Regions from separate parts of the Gasterosteus aculeatus genome. Here region 1 is linked to region 2. The links are chromatin contacts, called in public Hi-C maps. All regions are on one chromosome and are shown on one strand. The core of a region is the stretch at or near the end of the contact, and the rest is flanking DNA. Distances in the headings are between cores, read along the strand shown.

What was found. Hi-C and Micro-C count contacts between places; a contact is called where the count stands out from the background.
Region 1: a Hi-C map of skeletal muscle shows a contact between it and region 2, with 8 times the contacts expected there. The contact joins two enhancer-like sites. A contact is called at or near these places in 2 of 6 Hi-C or Micro-C datasets (both in skeletal muscle).

What each region holds. Positions count from the first base shown.
Region 1 is chr21:8,551,387-8,558,550 of fGasAcu3.hap1.1, reverse strand. It overlaps odad2 (outer dynein arm docking complex subunit 2), which reads right to left. Exons shown (of 20, transcript XM_078096974.1): 10 at 2,301-2,447; 11 at 1,764-1,973; 12 at 559-792; 13 at 1-57. Among protein-coding and RNA genes, the nearest start is that of mkxa, 33 kb to the left of the region's middle. Within about 2 kb of position 5,385, at least 1 of the 9 cell types and tissues checked has open chromatin away from gene starts, as enhancers often do.
Region 2 is chr21:8,440,933-8,448,488 of fGasAcu3.hap1.1, reverse strand. mpp7a (MAGUK p55 scaffold protein 7a) reads right to left here. Exons shown (of 17, transcript XM_078096984.1): 2 at 1,768-1,926. The coding sequence starts at 1,804. Among protein-coding and RNA genes, the nearest start is that of LOC144390473, 18 kb to the left of the region's middle. Within about 2 kb of position 1,833, at least 2 of the 9 cell types and tissues checked have open chromatin away from gene starts, as enhancers often do.

The sequences.
Region 1 (7,164 bases), core at 4,136-6,635, 110 kb before region 2:
GTTTTTGACCAAGTCCTTGATCATGCCCTCAGTCTGAATGGCAATCCTGTATTTTTCCTATAGCGACACAACACAACTAATCTGTACTTATGTCACATAAGTGGACTGCTGTTTTTTTATGATTCCAATGTCTTCCTTGTTGGTTTCACATGGTAAGCGTCATACTTCTCCAACCCATTTTTTTGTATTATCTTTAATAAGAAACAGATTTTAGTAATCCCATTGCAATAGTTGTGTGATGTAAGTGTGGCAACATACTATACATCTGTCTACATGGATATTGTAAAGAGGCCAGATATCAACCAGTACAACAGTTTGGCTCATCAGAGTGTTTAAATGGCTCTATAGCACCAAAGAAGGCAATGCAGCAGACCCAGTACCCATTGATAGGGTCTATTATTGGATTATGACAATGAAAAAAAGAATATCGAGCCTTATCTTCCTTAAAATAAAATCATTCTACGTCCCATATTTATAAATGTGTTGCATTTTGAATATCTTACAGTATCAGAGTTGACAACTTGTTTCTAACAACATGCAGCAGGTTCCCCCTCTCACCTCAGAGGCACACTCCTGCAGGGTGCCCACCACAGGAATAAGCATGTTCTCATGTGGGGACTTGAGCAGGCGTCCCAGCATGAAAACGCCCCCGGCCTTTCGGATGGCCTCTTTGTTGTTAGTGCTCTTGCTGCAGCTCCACAGTGCCAGAGTGCCGCAGCGAGCCACTTCCACGTCCTTCTCCTGCTCTGCGGTCAGGTTGGCTAAATTGGGGACACAGTCCAGCAGCTTTACCTGAGCAGAGAGAGACAATGAAATGAGTGCAGACATGCACATGTTATAGCAAAACAAAAAAAACAACCTAAAAGCTTTTACACAAACTAAGTGAAGTTCACATGAATTCAAGGACTGAAAAGTAAAAAAAAGAAAATTAGAGTGATAATTAAGGATTCCACCAGAGAATAGCAAGTTGTTGGCAGTGATTATGGGTGTAACTAAAATTCTATCACCACTGGGTCTGCAAGGATGAAGCAGCCTGAGATGCTAGGAGTGGAAAACTGTCAGGACAGATGTTGATGTTAAGCCTGAAGAGCCCAGTGAGACGATTTATGGCCATCATTCAGTGTTCTAATCCATAATTCCTGGCCAGTGAGACAGAGCAGGCAAAGCTATTACACACAGAGCAGTTCAAAGGTGGTCTCATAGCGTAGCTTGAAATTAATCTGCCTCCGAGAGGGACTCTCACATGAGAACATCCGATTTGGGGCTGAGGAAAATATACAAGGCATGGAGGCTCTAATCAAAGGTCCCTCTTTCAACAAACATGGATGCAGGTCAGAGGATGTAGGGGACATTTTATCTGTTTTACGACGGCACCCGCCATGCTATGTTCAAAGGCCGGGGGTAAAAAGATGAATGGGGCGTTAACTGGCGAGTCGCGTACTGTGTGAAAAGGGAATGAATTTGAATTACTATGCATCGAAACCTAGTTTAGCAATCTGGATACGTGTTTTACACTTTAAGTGAATAAGTAATGGTACCATGTGGCTCCAATCGTAAGAATGCGTCATCCTGTTTTCCAAAAGGTTCCAGTTTTTGTAGTTTAATACAAAAGGTTTTCAGAACTTAAAGTTGCTAATCAATATAGAAAGATGAGGCTATGGTCTGCACTTTTCCCTCCTGTATCTGTTTTCATATAAGGATTACAGAGTCTTTTGAGTACATCCTTTTAACAAAAATTAATGGCAGCCTTTTCTTATCCTCACCAGTTTTTTGATTCCACCATATTGCCTGACGGTTCTCCTCGCTCTGCGGAATCTGGCCACGTTAGCAATGGTCTCAGCATCTAAGGCCTTGAGATCCTTGACCGGCGAGTCCAGATTCTTCATAATGCTCTGCAGGCCTCCCATGTCTACAATGGCTCGACGGATATGCACATTGTGACTTATCTTCCTCAGGATTTTCAAAGATCCAATCTAAAAAAGACACGTACGCAACCAACTTTAACACATATTTTGGAAAAACTGATTTATGGAGAAGGAACTGTAATGCCAACACGAGCTCTCCATCTGTGCTCAGAGTTACAGAGATATGTAGTAATGAAACATTCGCCGACGTTACCAGTGAAAGTAGAGACAAAATGAATTCAGGTTTAAAAGCACATAGCAGATATTTGGCCCACTGGAGAGTAATTAAGTAAGTAAACACAGCACACCGTTTCTGTAACTAAAACACAGGCTGGTACACGCAGCTTTGTTCAGGCCTGTAGGCCATCCGGGTCCATCTTTGCCACAGCTACTTACTTTGCATTGGACTTCATCTGTATCCAGCAAGTTAATGAGGACTTCAAGGCCACCTACATCCCGGATGGCCAGCTGGCACGTCTCCTGCATCAAATTAAAGTCCATTATGGCGCACAGAGTGAGCACAGTGGCAGTCTGGTCACCTACCTGAAAGAATAAGAGCCAAACATGAGTGAATGAAAAAGGGAGAAAAAAGGGAAGAGGAGAGGAGAACATTGAGCATCCTTTCCTTCACTCACTCTCCCCTCTGTTGTTCAACCCCATAACACAACTCCTGCTGGGGGGGCTTTATTTAGACCACATCCTGGTACGTGTTTGGCTTTGTGGCGGTAAACACTGATGGAAAGAAATAACTAGCTAACAGAGCACCGAGCTCTGGCAACAGCACCATGACTATGAAAACAAACACTATTAGCACTGGAAGCCTGCAACTAAGGTACAATCAGCTTTTCAAAATGCAGAACAAGTGCTGACAGTAGCTGTATACATACGTATCATGTTAAACCAATTAGCAACTTAGTCGCTACAACACTACTAAGTCAACAAGAGCTATGATTAGGCAGGGTCAAGTCAAGCGCCTCAACAGACATGGGGTAAAGAAAAAGAGAGTTTTTTTCACTGCAACGAAATGACAATGTGTTTTCTAAAAAAATAAAAATAAAAATCCATCCATCTTCAAAGTCGCTTATCATTCATACAGAGGGGGGTGTTTCAACCACCACACCCTGTGTCGTTAAAATTACACGTGTGGGGAAATCCTGATGTTAGTGGTGGAACCTTCTCAAACTGTTTTGTCCTAAATTTAGCGTTGCACAGTTGCATAACAAACCTTTCTGACATGCAATGGTTTTGATCAGAAATCAGAAAGAAATTGAAAAAATAATCGGCAGTCGGATAAAACAGAAGCTAGTGGCACGCAAATGGAACGCTTAGCTGCTGTAACACTAGAACTGCCACATAGCTTTGATACGTGATACTGAAACGTCCTGTCCAAAATCTCCTGGCAAGTAAACAATCAAATATTATCCCCTTTCCTGCAGTGGTTTGAATGCGCTACGGTTGGAGTACTCAGTCAATAGATTCAAGGCCGTCTCTACCGTTCCAAGCGCAATAAGCCTTTATTAGTTGCACACTTTTGAAAACATTTTAAGACGTCAGGACCGCCACAAATGTATTATTTCAACCGAACGTAAGAATGGAACAAGTCCTGCTATCGGCTACCCATAAGAGTAGAAAATAGCCGTCACTATAGGGAAGGCTGGGGCAGTTATCGGTTTCATGGAGGGGCCACATTATCAGTGTATGACCGGAGTCTCGAATGGTGTTTGATCATATCTCCCTCCCGAAAGCAGCACTCTTACACAGCAGGATCACGGCCACATGTGTTCTCCATATCCCGATGCTAGACTAAATGTGAACCATTTGCCTATTAACAGCAGTGGATCCACGGCTCCCTTTGTCTCCTCCATTCTCACTCTTCAAAAGGACTCGGCAGGCGAGGTTCGAACCTTGTAAAAACAACCCGCCGCCCCCAAAGAAAGCTATGTTTCGGAGTGATAGTCGGGAAAACTGAAAACCGATCATGTGCTTCCAATTTTGTTAGCTTTGGTCTTGAAGTATTGTCGACATTCTTTCTAACATTGACAACATCTGACAATCTTTTATGGTGAAGGATCTTTGACACTCTCTCTCTGGGCATTATGGGGCAGACAGATGCTCAAAGGGGAACCGATGAATGAAGTAGTTCGATATCTGTTCTAGTTCATGGTTGGGATATATTAACAGTATTCAATTATTTATACTAACGCTAAGCTAATATTTAACGCGGGGGTCATTTTGTCCTTTAAAAATGAATTAAATCTACCATTTTCTAAAAATCAGTAAGTAAATCAGCACAGCCTGATAAGAACGCAATTTGTCCAAAATAATAAAAGGACTTTTTGACAAATTACCTTATTTGCACCAAATTTGATGGAAATCCATCCAAGCATAGTCAAGACATTTCACTCTGAGGTTAAAACAACAAACTAAGTCACGGGGACTCATCCTCGAAACCATGAAAAATGTATCCATCTATCATGGAGATGTCAAGCTAGACCCATTAAAAAGTTTAAATGTTGACCTACCTGTGGCACCACAGTGATTTATATTTATTCTCTAAGGACCCTACATATCCATAGAACATTTTGAAGCAATACATCAATAGTTGCTTTTATTAGTTATGGTTATAGTTATTTTCAAGTTATTTCACTGCAAACCACAAAGGTTCAGCCTCATAGTTGTGCAAAAGCAAAAGCCAGGGAATCACCAAAATGTACTCTTAGGACTATGAATCTTTCCAATGGTTAATAAACAAGATAAGCAAGTCAGGACTAAAGGGTGCTGAGGTGAGGACAAAGATATGTTGGACTAAAAAGTCGGACATATTGGCATTCGCTTCAACAAGGGGCAGCAGAATGTGTGGAAAAAGAATATATATGTCTATATAACTCACAAAGCAAAACACTTAAGTTGAGCAAGGGACATAAAATGTGTTAACCACAATGAATAATGACATATAATATGGAAAAAATACTCATTAATTACAAATGTACTAGCAGCTAATCCAGTAATGATTAAAGATAATTGTATAAATGTGCTTCATCATCTTGTCTGATAGAATCACACAAATGAATAGAAGGAGTATGAGTGATCGAGGTGAGCTCAATCTTAGCCTCTTGAAGATGCTTTTCGTATTTAGTCTCTTCCTGTATTGCAGGTGCCTAGATGCCTTTCCCCTTACTGAAATTAAGTCTTATTCTTGTTTGGTTGCTCTGGAGCAGCAGACTGGATTCTGCAGAGACAGACTGGGCAGCGTGGCCCCCCCCCCCCCCTTATAAATTACAGCACTAAGCCTGTGAGAGCAGGGATGGGGTTAAAAGTGCTGTCCGTAGTACCATGTTGACCTTTTTTATGAATAGAATTATATCCTTTTTTTTCTTGGTATATATTTGGAGCGTGAGTTTGTTTTGGCATGGACTACATACCAGCGGGGCTAAGCGTGCATAGTGAGCATAAGAGCTCAGAAATATAAACGTGCATGTCTGAAGTACTGGATTGGTGACAGGTGGACACAAGCCACTGCCAGAGCTTCATAGAGCTCACTGTAGGAGGGAAGCAGTTGACTTGGCAGAGGTCAAGCCACAAAGGATGCATGAGGTTTCATACTTCCCTGCAGTCTGCAGCAGACTTGGAGGGAAGGCTACTAATGAAAAGAACAAACCTAATCTCCTGCTCTATAATTGAGAAAGGTACTGTAAAGATAGAATGAATGATTACTGGTTGCTCCTTACCTCATATTTGACATAGGATCTCCTATAACATAAAACCTGATCACTTAATAGACTTTTCTGTCATAAAATGAGTACAGTGCACGTTGAGCAGGCGTCTAGTCAGGCGTTTGGATTGAAAAGGGGCTTAAATCATAAGGAGGCAATTATTCTCCCCATTAGACATGTTGTAAATTCATCACAGGCACTTAAAATGTGTTAATTGAGTGCATCAAAAAATGCTTTCAACATAATTAGCTCTAAATTCCCTACCATTGAGAGACTGGCGTAGTTTTTAATGGACCGGTTGTCATAGGGGGCAGGCAGCAGTACTGGGACTGCCCAGCAGAGGGGGAGCAACTTAATGAGGCTTGAACTCAATACCATGTGTGACAAGGGGCCAGCTCAGATTTGTTGTTCTACGGTATTTACATCAAGAGCACATTTTTGGTACTAAAAACTCAATCAAATGGAGAAAGGCTAAGCTCATAGGGACTCTTTTGAAAAGCAGCTTGGTGAATTATTTCATTGTGACTGTTTAAAAAAAATTATAAAAAGCCATCTGCTCAGAAAAAACAAAATAATCGGATTATGAACTCTCTGTATTGGAATGTCCACCAGGTAACTAGTAACATATTGTGTTTTAGACACAATATTTACATCTGGAAGAATATGAAAATTGTTGTATGTTTAGAAAGCCACAGGCCGACCTAAATGATAGCAGCTGGAGAATTTGGTCTTTATTTGAAATGACACAAAATACTCAAATAACATTTGTGGCTTAGTTGCTCAACTACCGCTTGAAGTCATCCAGTCCTGACTAGTAAAACTGCTCGTTATTCTTTTTAGCAACGCTGTTATGTGAGTGAGCTTGTATTTAGTTTGTTTATGGATGGTGTGTACATATATCTTTGTATTCATAGACTTTAATACACACACACACACACACACACACACACACACACACACACACACACAGTGCCATTCAAAAGTGTGGACACTCATTCTGAGAGACGGTGTCTACATTTTTCACTGGTTCTGTATAAGGGTTTAACTATATAAAGTATGATAAGATGTTTGTACTGCGGCACTGACACGTCACAGACTGGAATTAGAATACATTATGTCACGTCGGGGTTACACACGTGCTTCCTTAGCACAGAATGAACTGCGTACGCTTGATTTCGAGAGCGACCATGTGACCATTCACAAGCACAGATCTCCAGTTAAAGTGTAAAAACAAACACATCGGGAAAACATTCCTCAATAAATGTCATTAAAACACAAAACAGAAGATCAATGTGTCGCTTTATGAAAGTGTTCAACTTCCTAGAGTACAGATGGCTGTCTATGGTGCATGAGGAAAAGGGGGCAGGGGGGTGGGGGGGAGAAAAAGATCTCTTAAAATAAAACAGATATTTAACTTGGCTCAGGGTAAGTTTCAGCGTCTGATGGTAATGATATTATAAAATGACTACTGGACAAACCCCATAAATAACTATGCTGTGTGGTTTTCAGACAGATAGAACTCTGGAACATGTTGGTTACTGCAGAGC
Region 2 (7,556 bases), core at 584-3,083:
TAGTATATATTAAGCTGGCGGGTTAGTCTCTTACAGTAACTAATTAATACAACAGATCTCAGCAGTGACGTGCAGTGTGGGTAGGCACTGCCTACTCTGCCAAAAATCAAACATAAAAATGTTCATCAGAGCATCAAACTTGTATGTGTATCTTTGCTGTTTATTTTTGGGATTTATATATGCAGTATGTGTGTTATTCCAATTGTTTAGACGTTACAATGACATATGTAGCAGTTATGCATAATCAAATACAAAAGAAATGGTAGGATAAGCAGTGCTTTTACTGTTCATTCATGTTGGACGACAAACAAAAAACTTGTGTTGCGCATGCGCACTTCGATCCTGTATTCTTCAACATGTACGGCAAAAAGCACAACTCTGCTGTGCCTTTGCACGTAAATGTGTTATGCCAGTAATCCTACGTTACGTGTCAAACATGGACCAATTCAAATCAATATATTACTGGACATCTGCGCAGTTGATGTCACTACACCAGATACGTTGTAAAAGTTGAAATGACAGCAGCGGTGTCCGCCGATATATCACAGAATTGAGGAATTTCTCCAAACTCTATTTTAATTCCAAAAAGGAGTTCATAGAAAGAGGGAGGTCTATGCTAGCCTTAGATGGACTGCTGCAGCAAAAGGTGTGTGTGCGAGCGAGCAGTACACGATATGTCATCCTGATTGGAAATTTCTTGATATTGACCGTGTTTGCTGTGCTTGTTCATTGTGCGTAACATTTAACGCTACTGTTTCGACGTGTTAGCCTAAACAACAAATTAGGTAATCTGGTTTTGCATAGCCTAGCCCCTTACTGACATCACCACACGTCACTGGATCTCAGATACATCATCTCCACGGAGCGCTCGCTGTGAATTCAACTGAATCACTGCTACGCCGAGAGGAATACCACCCTGTGGCCCCGATGCCCTGTGATCCAAATGCCGGGCCGGCCACAAGTATCAGTGAGCTCACCGAGACCTGTGAGGATTGGCCAGCTAACGGTCATTGTGTTCCACCTGCACAGTCGACTTCACAAGACCATCAGGGGGACAGCAGAGGAGATGGGCCCACGGAGTGTTTACGGGTTTTATTTGGAAACCTGAGCCCACGACGGTAATTGCCCAAAATGACTCCAATCGTAATTGACGGTCTGGCTTTCTACTTTGTCTGCACACATTTTCCAGGACAGAGGGAGCTACGGCAACTCTGTTAAAAGAGCTGAGAAGAGCACACGCTCTTTATCCATCCATCAGATCACAGCTTTTGTCCTTTTTGCTACCCTGCTACCTTTGTTGGGTCCTCTGTGTTTGTGCGTGTTGATGATGTAGTCGACCATTAGGCCAGACTGAGAGGAGGAGGAGGAGAAGAAGTCGTGATTTCTGGCAGTTGGCTTTGTGTTGAAAAGCTTGACGTGCGTACACCCGCAAGTACTTTAGCTCTGTTGATAAACTGTAGGTTGGGAATATTTGCGATGGTGCGTTTTTGGTTGGGGAGTGAAATACAGTGTAAATGGACTTTTCCAACCTCAGTTTTTAGAAGGTGCCCTCGTGTCAATTAAAGATTCAGGAAAAATCTGTTCCAATTTCAAATTGAAGTGGCAGCTCAGTGCCAGGATGTACTGATTCTTAAACATAAATGTACTTCATGTAAATAACCTGATCAAAGTCCGAGATGATTTAATCCGTTTTGTGCACCAAGGGATGGTAGACTTAAAAAATGTGAATGGAAAAAGGACTTTGGCCCAAAGGCGTCCGTACAGTACCTGGCTCGTGGCCGGCTCCGGTGGCCAGCGCGGGCATGGCTCCTGCCGGCCGCTTCCTGGTTTCCCTCGGGCTGTGGAAAGTGGCAGCGGGGTGTCAGAGTGCTGGGCTCCTCCCCAGGGACTGGCTGAATGGGAGCACAGGCTTTATGCCATGGAGCCCTGCGAGGAGAGAACACAGCATTTTAGAGGCTACTTGAGAGATGGCCCACAGGCCACATGCACGCGCGTGTCAGTCCCCAGCGAACACTGTGTTCTGTGTTATGAGAGAGTAATACCTGGCATGCCAGTAACCATGGTAATTTGTGTGTAGGTGAGCCAGAAGTTGACAATAAAGGGCTCACTTAATGGTCCGTGTGTGCATGCAGTACGCTCACAGTAGACTCACGGTGCTAATGAGATAACACGCTGAAAAGGTTGCTTTGAACACGAGACAGCATCACATCACACAGCACCCCACACACACCTTTTATTCAGCGTTCAGCTAAAGACAAAGGAGACTTTATCCGCTGAGGCCAATGCAACAAGCCTGTGAAGCATATCCAAACCTCGAGAAGTCAGAGACAGCAGGCAAAGGAAGACGCGGTTGTCACAGACAAAAAGGCCTCGGCTCATTAAGATCTCCACGCTGCAGTTGCTGACCTCAGAAAGCACAACAAGAGGACGACAACCGAGGCGTGTTTCATGTCCATACAACCAATGTGTATATGACTAAACTATTTTCTGACAAAATTCAGAGACAGCCTCTTCATTTTGCTCTCAAAGAACACCACATTTTTCCAAATGTTTCCACGGTCAACGAGTTAATGACATAATGACATCAACAGCCTCAACAAGCCCAGCTAAGTCCTGCCATCGGCACAAGCTTCATTTGAAACCTTTGGAATGGAAAACAATTAGGTCTGAGCCTTTCGGTTGGCTATTGCTCCTATGGACCGTGGCCCGGTCGAGCTCAGTTACCAGGACCCTACGGCCTTGGGCTCCCTTTAGTGCTCAAAATAAAAAAGAAGCAGCAGCAGGTGGATAGGCCAAGTTTTGTGTCTCTCATGTTGAAGAGTTAGAAGTACTGGATCCGGGTGGACCGTGAGTCCCATCGGACTTTCTGCTGCCGAAGGACGCCGCCAAGACACCTGTTCCCATCTGGCTCTTTGGGACCCCCTGCAATCGATGGTTCATACTTTTGAAATGGCCAAAATGTGGACCGGAGACACTAACCAAATTAGTTATCTGTAGAGAACCTGTCAGTTCGCCCCCGCAGTGATGCACCGGATTTTCTTGTCGTTTTTCCCCTGGATATCCAAACTCACAGAGAGGTTGAGACAAAAATAATAATAATCTGCCAAGACTGCAACCCTCGCAGTGAACCGTACCACGCCTGTCTGATACACTGAGGTGAACTCTGCTCAGGACCCGGCAGACCACAGGAGGAGCCTTGTGGAAAAAGCATAGAAGATGCCCAGAAGATGCCTGAGCAAGCAGGTAAGCAAGTCATTACACAGCGTATCAGGAGAAAAAATGTTTTTGTCTGGATTGATACTTTGAGAATATGGTGCATTCATCAAACAGCACTCAGAGAAGATTGATTTTCCACCAAGAACCCCGCTGCTCTGTCACGCCAGGGCCAATTTGTATGCATGAGCACAAACTGAGAAACAGGAAAAACCTGGTGAAATCATGGAGTCCGTACTGTTCAGCTCCTTGCAGACTTCAATAAAATAGGTTAAGAGGAGCAGCAGAGGAGGGCAAAGGCGCCTCCGACAGTGACCACAAAATCGGTCGAGCAGGCCGGTCTGAACAGAGGACCAAACCCAAGCATGCCAAGAGAACTGACCTGTGCTAAATCAGCTCAGTGTTGACGGAGCACGGTTTTGTCATAAGGCTTTGTGATTGGAATGACAGACTCATGGAAAGACAAGGGACATGAATTCTCTTCAGACATGCCGCACTGTAATATCAGCCCTTTGGTTCCATCCAGAAAGGGGGAGTGACCACATATTTCCAAATCTAAAAGGAATCCATCTTTCCATTTGAGGAGCTTTAAAAAAGAAAAAAGAAAAAGGGGGCCAGTAAGCCATGTCCCAGGGCTGGGAACACCTGTGACTTTTTAACCGGGCTCAAAAGGATCATGATAGACACGGTTGAAGAGACATTCCCCTCTGTCAGAATGCTCCAACCGCATCTGTTCAGATCACACAATATCAGATGGTCGTTGGGGGAGAAAGCGTCCAGAAAGGAGACGCTATGTGGACAAGAGCTGGGGCTCAGTTGATTGCATTTTAACTTCTTCGAATGGTTCTGCCACCATCTAGTGGGAACTTTCCCCACTGCAGGATAAGCCCAGCTGTGACAGGACCTGAAGCCCCCTCTCCTCAGACTAGAGACCCACATGGACGGATGTCAGGAAACGCTGTGTCTGCTTGGTCTTGTTGGTGTGTGAAACTGGAGGTAAAATCAGTGTTTAGAGAGGAAATAGTCTGGAGTGATGGATGGATGGGGGCTAGATGGAAACGGGGAAGTGTGGAAAACGTATTCTTCTTCTCTTTTCAAAAGCAAGCCTCTCCGCCCAGCTGGGAGAAAGGGGCCCGTCCGAAATCTCAGCTGGATGTTGATGAAGTTAGTGACGGGGATAACAGTCCGGAGGCGAAAAACATTAACAGTGTGAAAGTATGGTTTTACTGTTGGACTTTTTGCTTCTTCCCTTCCTCCCGTGGGTGGGCTGCCACCATGGAAGGTTCACCGTTCAGACCACATGGCCAAAAGAGTCTCACACAACGAAGCGTTCGCATTGGGTGGTTTGCGCTCATGGTTATATTGTATTAGATTCCTCTGGGCCCCAGACAGGAAGTGCAACAAAAGGACACTGCAGAGGTCATGCCCCCCCAGGATGCTGCTCAGGTGTTTTGTTCCTGTCCTGGATTGTCCCACGTTCAGTGAAAGGAAGGCCAGCAAATGGCTGTTTCTTTTTTGGGGAGGGGAGGTTATACCGGAATGACCATGAACTACATTGCTCCTGCTCCTGTTACAGCTCAAAAAAAAAAGGGGGGGGGGGGCAGTTTTCTCCAAAGCAGCCTCAGCATCCACTGATCACCGCGCCAATCAGAGTCTAACCACACCCGGGCCCGGGCAAAGGAAGGATCTATTGGGCAGACCGTGTGACACTTGTTCAGGTTACAGATCCCCCGTACCAACCGTTTAAATCCCACGAGGCTTTGGTTCTGCACTCATCTTGGTTTTTGGTTTAATGAATGAGATCAGGTTTTTATTGGCAACAATGTGTCGTTTTCATGATCCTCCCAAACGTTAACACATTGCGGTAAATGTCTTTTTTTGGAGGCCTTATGTGTTTTCCAAACATACAAAGCCATAGAACGCAGCCATATAAGGCCTATGCTGAAAAACAGAGATTTTGACATAATCAAAAAGGGGAACTGATCAAAGAAAAGGCAAAAATAAATGACAAAATTGATTAGATATTACATATCGATTTAGTACTGATAGTACATTGACTCAGGCGTGGCAATAAACCCATATGACTTCCCACAATCAGGACACAATCCTCCAGGATACTGAACGGGCTCCTACACAGCTGCGCCTAGAGCTTGGGAAGGAGAGGGCCGTGCTACCACGTGGGGTTTCCCTTTTATGGAAAACTCTTAGTTCCTTCCCTTCAGGTCCTGCTGGTGAGCGGACTGGCACGGGGAGAAGGGGGGGCGGGGGTGTGAGGACAGATTGGATGTAAAATCAATTTGTATTTCAGATATGCTACATCGTAGTGGTTTTGAGGAACCGCAAAGTGCAAAGTCAGACGCGGGTGGAGTTACAGCCACGTGCACACAACCATACGCGACACGACCGATGTCAGCGCATCCCACTGTAGTCGCGGGCGAAGCTTCATTTACGTGCGCAGGACAACATTTCAATGTTCCCCCCAAGGCTGCGTTCTTTCCCCTCTGCTCTTCTCCCTGTACACAAACAGCTGAACCTCCAGTCACCAGTCCGTCAAGCTCCTGAAGTTTGCGGATGACACCACCCTCATTGGACTGATCTCTGGTGAGGATGAGTTCGCCTACAGGTGGGAGTCTGACCATCTGGTGTCGTGGTGCAGCCAGAACAACCTGGAGCTCAACGCTCCAAAGACAGTGGAGATGGTTGTGGATTTCCGGAGGAACAGAGCCCCACCCTCCCCCATTACCCTGTGTGACTCCCCCGTCACTATTGTGGATTCCTTCCGTTTCCTGGGCTCCATCATCACCCAGGACGTCAAGTGGGAGCTGAACATCAGCTCCATCACAAAGAAGGCTCAGCAGAGGTTGTTCTTCCTGAGGCAGCTGAAGAAATTCAACCTGCCAAAGACGATGATGGTCCACTTCTACACGGCCATCATCGAGTCCATCCTCTGCTCCTCCATCACCGTCTGGTACGCTGCAGCCACAGCCAAGGACAAGGGCAGGCTGCAGCGTGTCATCTGCCGTCTTGTTGTCTATTGTTACACTGTCTACTGTCACGCACCAACCGCAAAGACAAATTCCTTGTATGTTTGACATATTTTGGCAATAAATGTTTCCTGATTCCTGATTATCAGTGAAGGAGAAGAAGCAATAGAGTTGATTAGGGGAGCAAATGCAGTTGAGAGGTTAAGTGGGAAATGGAGAAAAAAGTCATCCCTCTTCTCTTGGTCCCCACGAGGATTATTATTATGATTATACATTTTCTTTCAAAAGATCAGAATCAGAACTTTGCCAGGTGTTGCTTATGAGCGCACACACACGGATACAAATCTGTGCCCCCCCCCCCTCTCAGCTTTCCAAAAAATGGAAACAAATGGGACACTATTTTCCTGCAACACAAACAGCTGGAACACCTGAACGGACCTGAAACTAAAGGTTTTTGTTTCTCCATGGGGCTACGCCCTTGCTTCTGTTTATTTTCATCCAACAGTACAAAAAACAGTGAAAACACAAAGAAAGAGGGAAGATGCAGCTTGACAAGACACATTGGCCTTTGAAGCTTTTTATAGTGATACCCTACTATATTAATCACAATAACAATAATTCCTTACTCCTCACTGTATCGTCCAGGCTGCTGTCAAAATGCAACCCAATAAGTGGCCACTAGATGGAGCCATCGGCTTGCTGAGTATCTCCAGACCACACTGAGAACAACAGACTACAGCTGAGTGAAGTTGCACACCATGTATTTCTGCATGCTTGTGTGTGTGCGTATGTGTGCGTATGTGTGCGTGTGTGTGCGTGTGTGTGCGTGCGTGTGTGTGCGTGTGTGTGTGTGCGCGTGTGTGTGCGTATGGGCACACAGACGGTGCTGGTTTGTCTGTCCTCATTGTGACCTCACATGGGCCTCAGGGTGCCAGTAAAAATGGGCACTAGTAATCTCATCCACTGGCTGCTAATGCTCCACAGCACTTCTAAAAGAAAGGACACACACACACGTTCCTGCAGCATCTTCCATGTGGTGCATGCTGACTCAGTCACAGTCTACCAGGACACTCGATTAAAACAGCGGTCGTTAATGTGATTAGCAACACCTGTGCTTCTCCTGCAAGGCTAAGCCAAAATGTCTGCTGGAGAAAAAAACCCTGAAAACTTTTCGATAAATACTTGTAATACTTATGATCCAACTCCCCGATTATACACCACACAAAAACACAAGAAATAAACTCTATATCCCAATGATAACTCAGCTTAAGACATGCTTAAGCATAATTTGGAGGCTTACATAATGAAAACGTAACGAAAATGAGAGAGGAAAAAAAAACAATTATAGACCTGCTTTGA